3 separate regions of the Sus scrofa genome follow, and all the other regions are linked to region 1. The links are chromatin contacts, called in public Hi-C maps. All regions are on one chromosome and are shown on one strand. The core of a region is the stretch at or near the end of the contact, and the rest is flanking DNA. Distances in the headings are between cores, read along the strand shown. Region 1 has its middle 100 kb from the start of NR3C1. Region 2 has its middle 300 kb from the start of NR3C1. Region 3 has its middle 260 kb from the start of NR3C1.

Region 1 (4,860 bases), core at 643-3,142:
TAAGATCCAAGATCAAGCTTGCTCTTCTGGCAGCCTAATAAACACTCGTGATTTATCCCAAACTTACTGTCAACAGGTCCCAACATCCTTGACTAGCAGTTTAAGGTTTATAGAGCAGTGATCCTTACAGGAGGAGGTATGATCTATTTTACTGATAAGCAGAGGCTCCCGCAGGTAAAGTTACTTTCCCTGAGGTCACACAAGTCACAGAATGCCTCAAACCCTTCTGTGAGAACATCTCTTCAGGGCTCGAAGAAGCCCCACGCCCCCATGCTTGCATTCTTAGTTATTTGGCTCAGGGATGGCTACCTGGTTGGAGCTGGACTGTTAACAGGATCGCTTTGGAATGCTTTCAGGACTGGAAACTGGCTCTGATTTCTTAGAATTCACCTCCATGCATAAAAAGTGAGACTCCAAGTCTAAATATTATTTTCGGAATGTGTTACTCTTACAGAGCTGGTGTGCACAGGTAACCAGAGATGCGAATGCCTTCTGTAGAAATTGGCGTGTTTCTCTTATTCTGTGCTCACACCTTACCTATATCCCTCCCCTGGTAAGCATTTCCATCCTGGCCCAATGCCACTGTGGCTAAGGTTCTCCATGCCTTTTCTTCTGTCTCCTGTTTCTGTCTCTCCACATTCAGCCCAACCTTTTCCTTCCTTCTTCCCTTCAAGCAGTTGTGTCCTACCACATCTCTTATTAGGAGGTAAGAAATTAAATTCTTTTCTAAATAATATGTACTCATTTTGCCTATGCATCTTCCTCTAGCCATATCTACGAAAGGAAAGCAATGGGGAGGAAAACACTCTGAGTTCCAAGAGAGGGAAAGATTTAACAAACAAATTGACTGCAAGTTATTAGGGATTGATTATATTTTCCTCCTGTGGCTATTAGTGGGTTTAAGGTAATTTTCACAAAAGGCAGAATTCAAGCATTAGGAGGAGAGATAGCTGTCTCTCTGGCAAAGAAGGGACAGCACCTGGGGCTGGGCTTCTCTGCATGTGCACAGGATTAGCCTTTGTGTAGAAACCAAAAGTTTATGCAATAACTTGGGTGGATCTTGTAATTTCATTCCTGAAGTGTGCAACAAACTTTTTCTCCTGAGAAAGCCTACATTTGAATGACATATTTGAGATCACAAGAGCCCTCAAATTTCAATTTTAATTAGCTGAAACAATCTGACATTTTTTGGTGTAGAAGCTGTGAGGCTTAATGATTATTTTCATCTCCAGAATAGTCTTTAGGAAAAACAAAATAGTTAAGGTAATTTCCATAAAGACTCACGTTCATGGCAGCAAACCGCATTGATAATTAAACCCATTTGGAGAGATGGGTATGGAATTCAACTAACATCTTGTTTCTCTGCAGGAAGCATTTCGATATCTCCCATATCGCTGACTGTCACTTGGGACTAAGAAAATTTTAGAATGTAAGAGGAAGATGGAAGAAGCTTCTTGGAAGCAAATAAAATAGCCTATTAGGTCACGGTGATCATGCAAGGAGTCCCTGTGGGTTTTGCATTGAGCTTGGCTTTATAGAAAATACAGATTGAGGCAATTAGTCCTTTCCAATTTTAAGCAAGCAGTAGCAATGGGAAGTATGCCAGGAGGGATGATTAAGGATTAAACAGCATGGGAACTTCATCAGAAGCTCCTCAGTTTTGTTGCCAGCACCTGATCTTTCTACATCAGCACCTCCTTGATTATGGAAGGTGGGGGTGCTTCTCCTGGACCCCACCCCTTAGCCCACTTACCGCTCAAGGGAAAGTTATGGAAGAGAAGGATCCTGTCTCCACCAGCTTCTAAGAGGGAACACAGCCAAGAGAGGCAGGAAGAAGCATGCTCACTTCCAACCTTTTTGGCAAGCTCAGGGGGAGCAAAAGCCATTGCCAATTCTATTTTTTAATACAGATTCAAGCAGGGTTGTGTCTACACATGCAAAGGGAAGTGCACAGTGCTCTGTGTTAAACAGCATAACACCTTTTTTTTAATTAAAAAAAAAAAGAAGCCTAAGCCTTTGCCCGACCATCCAGGTATTCGTTTTCCATATGGTTGGTCCACACGGCAGCGTGAGTCTGGAGAACCGCAGTGTCTCCTGCGGTCATAGGCAGGGGACCCAGTTGCATACCGCTCACCCCACCTATCACAGGTGGGCCAGGCACCAGCACCCGTAAAGGAACTCTCTTTCCTTCTGGAAATAAAGTTGAGCTCCTAGGTCTGGCGAACCTTGACATGCGAGGCACTTTGGTGCTCAGAGTTGGAGAGCCATCAAGGGAGAGGAAGATAACAAAGGGGAATCAGTGGGGGATAAATTAGGAGTTTGGGATTGACATATACACACTATTACATGTGAAATAGATAACCGACAAGGACCTACCTATAGCACAGGGCGCTATACTCAATATTTTTCAATAACCTATAGGGGAAAATACTCCGAAAAAGAATACATAATACAAACATGCATATATAACTGAATCACTGTGCTGTACACCTGAAACTAACACGGTATTGTAAATCAACTCTACTTCAATAAAACAAAAAAAGAAGAGGGAGGAGAGAGAGAGGAAAAGAATACTCGAGTCCCAATTCTCTCTCTAGCCTGGGAAGAGTTCCCACAGCCTGTTCCCCAATGATATTTAAAAAGTCAATTTGACATTTTCCATGAAAATTCAGACTCAACAGATCATACAGAGAGAAACACTGATTTATTTAGTTTGTACTACATTTTAACAGCCTTTTTATATTCTAGTTTTTTTTTTTTCTTCCCTTGGCTGCACTCATGGCCTATGGAAGTTCCCTGGCTGGGGATTGATCCTGCAAAGGCAAAGCCAGATGCTTAACCTGCTACACCACAGAGAGAACTCCTATTCACTGAAAATGTACCCTGGTCTGATGCCATCTCAAATAATGTCGCAATAGGCATCCTTATCCGTGGGCCTTTATATACTTGCTCAAGCTTCAGTCAAATTCTTAGAAGTGAAACTGATGGTCAAAGGGCGTTTGTCTCTTCTGAGTGTTCTGCCATGCTCAGCTGTGCCTGCTGAGTACACCGTGTGTGTTAAACAGGAGGCAGCACAGCACTGCCATCACTACAGCTTTGCCATCAGCCAGTGCCAGCTCTGCACCTCAGAGCCTGCGTGACCTTGTGTAAGTTATTGACCTTTCAAAACCAGAGTTTGCCATCTATTGACTAGAACAACACTAATCGCATATGAGGTCGCCATGGGCCAGGTACTGTTTTAAGTGCTCCGTTCATTTACTTCTCAAATAACCTTATGAGGTAGGTGCTATTCATATCTCCTTTTAGAGATGAGGAACTAGGCACAGGGAGGGCACTCAGTTTACCAGGATCACACAGCTAAGGAAGTAGTGGGGTCACTTTTCCCCCCAGGAAGCCTGGCTCCAGAGCCTATTTTTTAAATGTCCTTCTAGGGAAGGTGATGACAAAATATGATAATGAAAACAGAGGATGATATGATAATGATAATGATATATGATATTGAAAACAGAGGACAATATGCAAGTAGGTGGGGAGGTGAGAGAGAGAAGGAGAAAGAGAGAGAGAATTTAGCGTGGTATGTGGCCCTCGGTGACTTCATGCAGCCTGGCAAGAGCAGAGGTATAATGCAAAGCCTTTCTTCAAGGCACATCCCTTAAGAATGAACAAGCTGGCCTGATGGATTTCCTTAAGATTTCATTTTTATGAAGAGGAAGCCTGGGAACAGAGAAGCATGTGACTCTGGAGATCTGTTAAATCTTTTAGCCCAGAAACCAACAGAATCACAGGAATTCATACATTTCTTAGACTGGGAATTAATGGCACTGATGAAGGAAGTTGTAATGACCATGAAAGATGAACCTTCCAGCTGAGGAAGCCAAAACGGGGGGTGGGGTGGGGTGGGGTGGAGCTAGCTATGGAACACGACCTTGGCTGGGAACAGCGGACTGTCAGGCTGGACCATCTGGGGAAATTCTTTCCGATCAAGTAAAGTGTGATATTCCAGAAGGGACGGGCGGGGCTCCTGAAGAGAGAGGCAGGTTGTTTCAGGTTAAGTGCTTGACAGGCATCATCTCATTTAACCCTCACAACAGTTGTATCTGAGGTAAAAAGTTTTCCCTGTTTGACCAGTGAGGAAACTGAGGTGCAAAGAGGTGATGTGACTTGCCCAGGAATCTGCTCGTACACTTCACAGTCAGCCTGAAGAGAAGGTACACACTCCTTAGTCGCATAGAGAGCCTGGTCAGGATGACACTGATGGGGGTTTGTCAGGCGGGTAAGGGAGTAGCAGACCTCATAGCTTAAGCCTCCGTGTTGTCATCTGTGAAAATGGGTATAGGTATGGTATCTAACGCACAGGCAATTCACATAGAACACTGAGCACAGTGGCTGGTCCATGGCTGAGCACTGGAGAGATACATTAAGAACCAGACTGTGCTGACTCTTCTTCTTTTTAGAAAACTGGTATCAAAAATCACAACGGTTAAGATTAGGCCCCTTATATATAGACTGCAACTCCTTTTATTGGAATGAGTCTCCAAGTGCCTTTTGCCCAGGAAGTGGAATAAACATAGCATAGAGACCATATGTCATTAGTTCTAATGAAGCCAAGACCTTTGTTATGAACTGAGTATTTTTATCAGCAACTTGCCTGACTCCATGTCACTTCAGAACTGCCCCCTGTGGGACTGAACTGTCCCATCTACAGAAGAAGGATCCAACTCTAATTTCTAAATTATTTCTAAACTGAGAAATCTAAGGAAAATTCTAAAAATAGTCACCCTAGCAAACACAATAAACCCTTGCTTGGCTCTCACTGATAAAAGAGTTTGTCCTTGGAGTTTCCATTGTGGCTCAGCAGTA
Region 2 (4,860 bases), core at 770-3,269, 200 kb after region 1:
GTCTTTCGAGGGCTGCACTTGTGGCATGTGGAGGTTCCCAGGCTAGGGGTCTAATCGAAGCTGTTGCTGCCGGCTTACACCACAGCCAAAGCAACACCAGATCCATGTCTGCAACCTATACCACAGTTCATGGCAACACTGGATCCTTAACCCACTGGGTGAGGCCAGGGATGGAACCTGCACCTTCATAGTTCCTAGTCAGATTAGTTTCTGCTGTGCCAAGATGGGAACTCCAAAAAGAATGAAATCTTGTCATTTGCAGCAACGTGGATGTACCCATGGGGTATTATGCCAAGTGAAATAGCTCAGACAGAGAAAAACAGATACTGTATGATTTTACTTGTATGTGGAATCTACAAAGACAAAACAAACAAAAACACAAAATAGAAAGAGATTCACAGATATAGAGAACAAACTAGTGACTGCTAGAGAAAAGAGGAATGCAGAGTTGGGTAGGACAGGTGAAGAGGATTAAGAGGTACACACTTACAGTTACAAAATAAGCAATCGGGACGTAATGCACAGCATAAAGAGCATAGTCGCTGATGCCACAGCAACTGTGTAGAGTGACAGAGGGTCACCAGACTCACTGTGGTGATCGGTTTGTATTGTATAAAATGCCTAATCACTATGCTGTACTCCTGAAGCTAATAAAATATTGTATATCAATTATGCTTCAATTTAAGTTTTTTTCAATTAAAAAAAAAGAATTTTCTTGGTCCTGGTCAAGATGGGAGCATCTATTCAGAAGCTTTGGCTCTTAATGTGCTACAACCCCCACCCCACCCCCCAGGGAGGTGATGCTAGTTAGGACATCCCAGCTCACTGGTGTCTCTATATGGACTTGTGTGGCAAGGGCACAGTGACTTAAGCCAGGCAACCCAGAGGCCCAATCTTGCCTTGTTGACCTATGAGGCTTGAGCCATTTTTTTTTTTTAATTTCTCCAACATTTAGAACATCTAGAAAATTGGAAAAAAAATTTCTGGACTTGGGGGAAGAATCAGAAGATCTGGCAACTCTGGGCCTGTATTCTTAGGTGGTCATACTTGGCTGGCACTAGCAGGGACTACCCCAGTGGCATGCAGTACCCACATGGTATGGACATTATTTTGTGTATTTTGTTTGCTCTCCCTGCTGCCTCCAGCGCTGGACCAAAACAGTCAGGCTTTTCCCTGTGGATCAGGATGTCTGCCCCATAAACACAGGACCCCTGGGTGTGGCCAGCTGAAATGGCCAGGGCTCCTGTGCCTATTGACTCCATCTCTACTCCCTGAGCCACAGAGACAGGCCCTTCTTCCACCGGAAATGGAGAGCATGAGCTTCCACAACACTGGGGAGCGACCCTCTGAGCCAATGGAAAGAAAAGCATTAATGAGAGCTCTGTTCATTTTTCTTTCTTTTCCCTTTTCTCGAGGACATTTCTGTTCTCCACTGTGTCCCTTGGGGGATTTTAAAAGACGTATTTGGGAGGGAGTTTCAAGGGAGACTCACAGATTTTAATGAGAAGGCTTAAAAGAAGCTGAGCCAAATGCTAGCAATTGTATTATAACTTGATTTCCTGGTCTGAGAAGGGCCGGCCCACAGCCAGGCAGGTGATGGCTAAGGTAGGATGACTCACATGGAGACGTGTGGAGATGACGACCCCAAACTTTGAAAAACCTAGTATTAACTCACATCAGGAAAGAGCCCCAAACATACATACTTGTCACCCCATTCCCCCTCACTCCTCCAATTGCGTTGTTCCATCTCTAAGTACCCTTTGTGCTAGGTTGTTTATGGGTCAGCAAAGTCAAGCAATCCTTTCCTATGCTCAGACGCCTGGTGGAAAAATGAGTGTGTGAGATTTTATACAGCAAAAAGGATCCTTCACACAATCTTGGGATCTCCTGTCCCTCATTTGCACTGTTCAATAAAGCAGATGTTTCCTAGCTCCCAAAACACAGCTTGAACTTTGAGCAGAATGTCGGCTCTGGGCCTTGATCTGGGTCTAGGCCAAGGCTACCTGTTTAAACTCTTCATGGAAAGAAAACCCTAATGAGCTCACCATGTGACAAACAGGCTATTTTAGTGTTTCCAAGAGAATTATTTGGTTGGCAGAATAACAAAATGCCCTCTTCCCAACTTTTCTTAACTTCTGGCCCCAGGGTGTCCATTGTTAACTATTAACTTTTCTATTAGTCATCGAGCTATGTGTTTAGAGATAACATACTTTGCTACTGATAGAGAAAACTTAACTCTAAAAGGAGGCATGCATGAGCCATCGTGTGGAAACCAGTATACTGTAGGATTAGGAACGGACTGTTGTTGCATTCATTTGCTAACTCTAAATCATTTCCTTACGTCAGTAAGAGCCCACAAGAGTTTCATTCATGCAATCTTCCATAAATATTTACTTACTACTTCATTTCTGGACTTGGGGAGTTGAGTGGTGACCAAAATCACCAAGGTCCTTGTCCTTAAGAAACTTTTTATCTAATGGGTATGGGAGTTGAGGATGAGGATATGGGATGGGCACTGATACAGTCAAAGAAGATAAAGCATACGCCCAACAGCAAAGTGACTAGGGAACGTGGGATGCTTAGATAAAGTGCTGAGAAAAAGCCCCTTTGAGAAAATGATACTAGTGTCTACTCCTGAATGATGAGAAAAAAGCTAGCCAGGACAAGGGCCAGGGGAAAGTGTTCTGGGTCAAGCTATCATCCAATGGCCAGGCCTTGAACTGGGAGGGAGAAAAGTCTGACTCATGAACACAAAGGCCAGAGGGTCTGGTGTGAAGGCAAAGAGGAGTACCAGACAGAACCAGGGAAGTAGGCGGGCCCACATCCCACGACGAAGCTGTCAGGAAGGATTTTCATCACATGGGGAGACACCTCTTGGGGACTTTGGACCAGGGCTGGCAGAGTACACCCTGAAAGTGAAATCTGCCCCTCTGCCTGGTTCGGAAAGTCAAGTTTTATTGGAACATACCTATGTCCAGTCATTTATATGTCTAAGGCTGCTTGTACACTAAATTGGCAGCGTTATAGAGTTGCAACAGAGATTTCTCCCACAAAGTTGAGAAATTTTAAAGATCTGGCTGGCCCTTTACTGTAAAGGTTTACCAACTTTTGCTGTAAACTATGCATTCTTACTGGGTTTGGGAGTGTTGCATTTGATTTATGTGTAACTGTCTACCATGTTGGCCTCACTGTCTCAAAAGACGCTAGGTAATACATTTAAGAGAATTTGCCTTAAAACAGGGATCAGACCCACTTGTATCAGCTGAGCGAGTAAACTACAGGGCCCAAGACTGTTTCTTCACAGGAAGAGGCTCCTATCCTGCAAGAAGTCTGTAAGCATGTTTGATTATTTTGGTAATGTGACACTGTCATCAAGGCGGTGTTTGCTGTCTTCCTGCTGCCCTCAGGATGCGGGAAACGCTCAGTTCTCCTGGTAGCAAGATGGCTACCATGAGCCAAAGATGGCAAAACTACAGGATCTCGTGCAGGACAAGATGTAAGATATCCAGCCATAAAGTAATTTGGGCATTTCCTCTCACATGCCTTTTTAATAGGGAAGAAAAATCCTCTGTGATGCATTGCTCATATCATCTATTTACATCTCGTTAGCTACATCAGCCTGTGTTCACACCAGTGTCTGGTAAGGAGCATGGACTTCCAGGCTTGGCTTTGGCTACTTAACATTCATTCCCCTGGCCGTCCACACACGCACTTGGAGAATGAACGCCCACGCAATCAGACTTCTACCAGCAAGGCAGGCAGACAAGAAAGGCAGAGAGCTGGGCAGCCAAGGGTACCTGTCCCAGGGTGGGATTTTAGTAAAACAATCCTGTGTCTATCCCTGTCTATTCAGAGAATTGAATGTAAAACTAGGGATCAGCAGAGAAACAAAAACGGAGCAAATCCTCCCACTGGGATGTGGATGGTACTGGTGGAATATGTTTGATTTAATGTAAATATCACCCAGTGTGTCCACAACAGGTTTAGTAATTCATTTCCACATGTGAAAAACTTGTTTTCAAGGCAACATATACATTTAGCCTTTCTCGTGAGTCATGGATAACTCTCTGCTGAGCTCGAAGAAACCGCCACTGTTTGAATGTGGACTTGTTTCAGTTGATTTTTGCAAGTAGAGGCTTGATACCACATTGGGCTTCTCTCCTTACCCAAACAGGTTCTTTCCAAACACACCTCTAGTTATGTGCATTCTTTACCTCTCCAGACGGCTGGAAACCACCTCCTCCTTGAAGTGAATCAGAGTTTAATTTTTTTTTTGTTCAGGAAAATCTCCCCTCTTGGGAAAAGATGCATTTGCCTCTTTAGTCTCATGTCTATGCCCCACATATTTAGAGTGCCTAGCAGCTGGCCCTGGGGAAGCTTGAAGTCTAGTTGTCAGGAGACTGAATTAATTGCTGTGTTAGTGGAATTTTCTGGGACATCCATGAAGTTATCTTAGAGGGAAATGTTAAAAAGTCAGGTTAGCTGAAAACCAGCAAAAACGAGACCAGAAAGAACTGTCTTGAGTTTTGTTGGACGAGAGAAATGTAAATAATATCCGAGGCTTGGTTTTGTTTGAATTTCTTTGATTATGTTTTTAATAGGGAAAATTACCTCAAAGGGGAAGTGACTGAAGTCCTGTGATAATAGTAGAGGACTGGCCAAGGCCAAGTCATTTCCATTTGGAGACTAATTCACTTAGGTTGAACTGACCATTGGAAAGCACAGTCAGACTGGCTACCAGTCTATAGGAAATGAGTTTTCTTTCTGGCCTCAGTAGCCATCACTCACACCCTCTTTCTTTCCTTCATTTACTTACTTTCAATGAGAACACCTTTTATATGTTAAGTACTATATTTTTGG
Region 3 (4,860 bases), core at 1,138-3,637, 160 kb after region 1:
AACCATAAGGAGCTCCCACTGTACTGACAGAGGACAACTCGAATATCAAAAACGATCATTACAAGAGACCGAACACATAACATGTAATAATATTTAAAAAACAGTGTTTCCAGGGCACCACTTTACTGCTCTGAAAACTGATGATAAGTAAAGAGAAAGAGTCAAGCATTTATCTTGCTTTTCCTGCATTTCAGGGCAATCAAATGGTGGATGAGGTGGAGTCTCTGCAGAAAAACTCCAGCTCGTAAGGTAGGGCTGGTTAAGATCATCACCATTCTACAAGGAAATGCTAAAATGTTTGTCAAACGTGGATGGGAAATTCCTTTTAATGATTTTTATTTTTTCCATTATAGCTGGTTTACAGTGTTCTGTCCATTTTCTACTGTACAGCAAAGTGACCCAGTCACACATACATGTTTACATTCTTTTTTCTCACATGATCATGCTCCATCACAAGTGACTAGATATGGTTCCCAGTGCTACACAGCAAGATCTCATTGCTTATCCACTCCAAAGGCAATAGTTTACATCTATTAACCCCAGATTCCTAGTCCATCCCACCCTCTCCCTCTTCCCCTTGGCAACCACAAGTCTGTTCTCCATGTCCATGATTTTCCTTTCTGTGGAAAGGTTCATTTGTGCTGTATACTAGATTGCAGATATAAGTGACATCGTATGGTATTTGTCTTTCTCTTTCTGACTTACTTCACTCAGTATGACAGTTTCTAGTTTCAATTGTATAAAGGAGGGACCAGGTTGAGAACATATAAACCCACTCTTTCAATCTCTAAAAGTGGGGCAAAGAAATATCATATGCCTCAGAATATAATAAGAAAATATCTTACTTTATAGCACAGGGAACTATATCTGATCTCTTTAGATGAACATGATGGAAGATAATATGAGAAAAAGAATGCATGTGTTTGTATATACACATGTATGTACATATGTATATGTATTTATATATGTATATATGCATATGTGTATTATATATGTATGTGTGTGTGTGTATATGTGGGTCACTTTGTTGTACAGCAAAAACCGACACAACATTGTACATCAACTATATTTTAATAAAAAAAGAATTAAAAAAATAAAATATACAGTATCACCTATGAAACATTTTTGCCTAAAGCATGAACTAGAATCTAAGGAAGGCTCTAAATCTAGCCATCATTTATAAGAAATATGGATGAGAGAAGAACAAGTTAAATGATACTTCAATGAAGCAATCAGACAAATTCAGAATGTGTAGCAATCTAGAGGACAGATGGCTCAATTTTTCCCACAAATATATGGTATAAAAAGAGAGGAGCTGTTATAGAAGAGACTTAAGAGGTGAAAAACCCAACACATCTTGTGGCCATGTTTTAATGCTGACTTAGACCAGTCTTATAGGTATTAGACGGTAAAAAGGAATTTGTTTATTTTGTAGGATTGATAATAGCATAGTAACTATTCGAAATATTCCTGAGCATTAGCGAATGCATACTGGAGTGTTTGCATCATTGAAGTTGACGCCATGTCCAAAATTTACCTTCAGTGCTCTAGCCCCAGTCCTTGCCCAAATCGTATGAGGCCAGATGAAACAAGATTGGCATAGTGTGGATTATCGTTGAAGCTGGGTGGCGGGTCTGTGAAAACTGTTACATCACTCTCACTTCTTTGTGTGTGCTCGACAATTTCCATAATAAAACATTTAAAAAGGACACAGTTTCAGAGAAAGATGTGCTATGGTGTCTATATTCAGCCAAGCTTCATTTACTCCTAGGGGTTTCTCACTTTGTTTTCTCTGGGACTGGATACCGTCTCATTTAATTCCCGTTTTCCTGGTTCCCCAGTTTTCCTTGCAGTCAGCACATTTCTAATTCATTTATCTCTGGTTGTCTGCACAGGGGTCCTGAGATGGGATCCTGTAAATTTAACTAGCTTCCCATGCACTTAGATAACATACAACCCTGCCTCTTATGTTCTCAGTCATCTCAGGTTGCCCATCTTAATTTATTTTTCTTCCTGAGAAGCTTTTTCAATTTGTGTTGGATTTGTGGTTGAATTTCCTGATATACGATTCTTTCTAGGAAAGAATTTCAGGCATTCTTTCGAGATACAGTTTTAACCTTTTACATTTATAACCTCAAACAAACAGATGATTAATATTTAACTTATTTCATCACAGGAGAAACAGAAGGAGCTTCTACCTTACTTTATAGAAAGCTGCCTGCTGTTCACAGAACTTAACTCCTTGTAGGCAATGCTGGCATGGAAAGAGAGCTCACTCTTTATTTGCTTAGAATTCTGTATGCCAGAGTGATCATACATAACAGTCTCCAAGGGCATATCCCCAAAGAGGCCCCAGGACATCACACACTGGACTGGTATCGGCTACAACTGAGTCATGAATCACATGTCTGTTTACAGGCTATTGAGAAGGAAGCTGTTGACGATGGACAGTTAGTCCCTGTTTGCTGAGCACGTAGTACATACTGGGTTCCTCACACACCATGCCATGAATGACAGGGAAGAGTAATAAAAGCAGTTATTATCATGACAAAGATCATTTATGGGGCATCTATGTTCCCCTTGACATATTTTCCATTTGAACAGACAAAAGCCCTGAGGTTACCACAGCTATTTTTAAGTTGAGGTTAAGCAACTCCAGTTTACTCACCAAGCCGTGAACTCTGACCCCCAAACCTCTCTGCTGCCTCCACCTGCTTTTACCATCAGTCATTTGCATATGACTTGCATACTTTTTGCCACCTCGCATGCTGCTTGTATAATTATGCATGCAATATGCTTTCAATTGACATCTTTTTTCCATAAGTACACTGACCCGAAAAGGAAATGAAATATCACTGTTGTAAACAGAAAACTAATACCATTTTCCACGAATAGAAGGTAACCATATAAATAAATGCAATGACATTTGGGCGTCTGCAGCTTGAGACTGGCTCCTCTCCGATGGAGCAGACTCTCTCCCTCCTCTGCTTACCCCCCATGGACCTCACCACCTAAATCATCTTCTGCCCATTGGCACTGAGGGTACCAAACTCTAGGCAATGACGTGTGTGGCTTCAAACAGGTGAAGATATTCTGGATCATGGATCTCGGTTATAAAATGGAGCTAGAGTATAACCTCAATTATGTGCTGGCAAACACACCACTGACATTAAGCTTGAAAGCCTGAAAGAAAAGCTTAGTTCAAACAACTAGGTCAGAAAACAGACATGTAGAAAGAAACAGTGACTAAATGGGAAATCGCATTTCTTCAGAATTGTATTTCTTCAAATAAATTTTGACCATGTTCAGTTAGTTTCCCAGTGAGAGGGTATTTTACACATAGCTATGCATAACATGCAATATGTATGTATATTTGCAGGCATACACACACACACACACATATATAATGTGTATGTATATTTGTGGCCATACACATATGTATGTTTATACATATATACCTAAACCCTCACATGTACATCAGTCTATGTATCATTCCATTTATACTGGAAGGCTTATGCTGTGTATGGGCCCAACCTAAAACAACCTTGTAAATGACACTTGTGTATAGGCTACAGTCCTGATTTATGCACAAGAAAATAAATCAGGCAGAATGTCAATCATGGCCATTATCTGGCTGAATACTATACATTTATGAATTGGCATGAAGCTACCTCCTGACAGTTTTGGGTTGGCACGTGTATTGACAGATTCAAGGGGTAAGATACCATTCTAAAAACTTTGGTCTAAGACCACAAAGCTCTGCAGGCTGGAGTCGAAGGTCTTCAGATATTAAAAAAAAAAAAAAAGTTAAAAAGCCTCTCATTGGTGAGAAAAATTTCTTACTGGAAGGCAAAACAATTTGGTAGAAATAAAAGTGACTGTGGAGCCAGCTAGGCCTGCTGTGGGATCCCCACTTTCTACACGCTCTGAGACCACGGCTATGCCTTCACTTCCTTCTTCTCTAAGGGAGGAGAGTAGCTCCTCCATCAGAGGACTTGTATAAGATTAAACAAGAAAACATTTGCCAATTATTAAGCCCACGGCTCAGCCCATTCTATCATTCACTTGTTTACTCACTAGACAAACACTGTGTGCCATTACTGGCCGGAACCTGTGCCAGGTGGAGACACAGCAGCCCAGGAGACAGCCACAGTGCTCCAGCAGATAAGTCAGATTAGGGAGATGATGGATGTGCTACACAAGCGATTGGTCAATAAATCAAAAGACAGAGACAGTAAGTGGTGGGTGGTGTTGTCAACAAAGTTCGCTCTGAAGAGGTGGCATTTAATCTGAGACCTGACAGGTGAGACTGAGCCATCCATGGAGAAACCTGGGTGGTACCTGAGGGGGGCGGGAGGGGCGGTGGGAAGACAGGAGGCCACTACTGCAGTCTGGGTGGCAGGTCATTGGTGATTTGAGTGAGGGCAGCCTCAGAAAAGATGTCTCTGCATCTTGTAATAAAGATGCATTCTCTTCTCCCAGCATTGCTTCAAAAGGAACATTACATCATTGAATAATTTCCACTAAGCTGAAATTCCAAGCAAGAAAGCAACAATGCTTCTTACATGTAATACAGACGCTGAAGATCTCAGAGCCTCATGGCCTTCCTTTCCATGAATTATTTTTCTTCCGAACTAGGCCTTGAGATGAGATATGTTACTATGACAAATGGCTCTGCTTTAGATTTGATCACTGCTTTCATTTAGTATTGCCTGTCCAGGCAATACTACCAATTTATTCTTGGTAATAAAACTTCTCAGAGATAATATATATAAATAAAGAAGGAAGGTTGTCTTTTTCTCCCTTATAGATCCTCACTCAGCTGACTCACGGGCAGACAAACGTCATCATAGAAATGAA

What was found. Hi-C and Micro-C count contacts between places; a contact is called where the count stands out from the background.
Region 2: a contact with region 1 is called in a Hi-C map of liver, with 2.2 times the contacts expected there. The contact joins two enhancer-like sites. A contact is called at or near these places in 5 of 47 Hi-C or Micro-C datasets (heart right ventricle, liver and skeletal muscle).
Region 3: a contact with region 1 is called in a Hi-C map of liver, with 1.7 times the contacts expected there. The contact joins two enhancer-like sites. A contact is called at or near these places in 3 of 47 Hi-C or Micro-C datasets (liver and skeletal muscle) and 2 of 2 datasets of contacts at active chromatin or transcription factors (alveolar macrophages and skeletal muscle).

Annotation. Positions count from the first base shown.
Region 1 is chr2:145,031,654-145,036,513 of Sscrofa11.1, forward strand. No RefSeq gene overlaps it. Among named protein-coding and RNA genes, the nearest start is that of NR3C1, 100 kb to the left of the region's middle. Within about 2 kb of position 1,893, at least 5 of the 83 cell types and tissues checked have an H3K27ac peak or open chromatin away from gene starts, as enhancers often do. A contact at or near this core is called in alveolar macrophages, liver and skeletal muscle, where this site is marked.
Region 2 is chr2:145,227,997-145,232,856 of Sscrofa11.1, forward strand. No RefSeq gene overlaps it. Among named protein-coding and RNA genes, the nearest start is that of NR3C1, 300 kb to the left of the region's middle. Within about 2 kb of position 2,020, at least 9 of the 83 cell types and tissues checked have an H3K27ac peak or open chromatin away from gene starts, as enhancers often do. A contact at or near this core is called in liver, where this site is marked.
Region 3 is chr2:145,187,689-145,192,548 of Sscrofa11.1, forward strand. No RefSeq gene overlaps it. Among named protein-coding and RNA genes, the nearest start is that of NR3C1, 260 kb to the left of the region's middle. Within about 2 kb of position 2,388, at least 7 of the 83 cell types and tissues checked have an H3K27ac peak or open chromatin away from gene starts, as enhancers often do. A contact at or near this core is called in alveolar macrophages, liver and skeletal muscle, where this site is marked.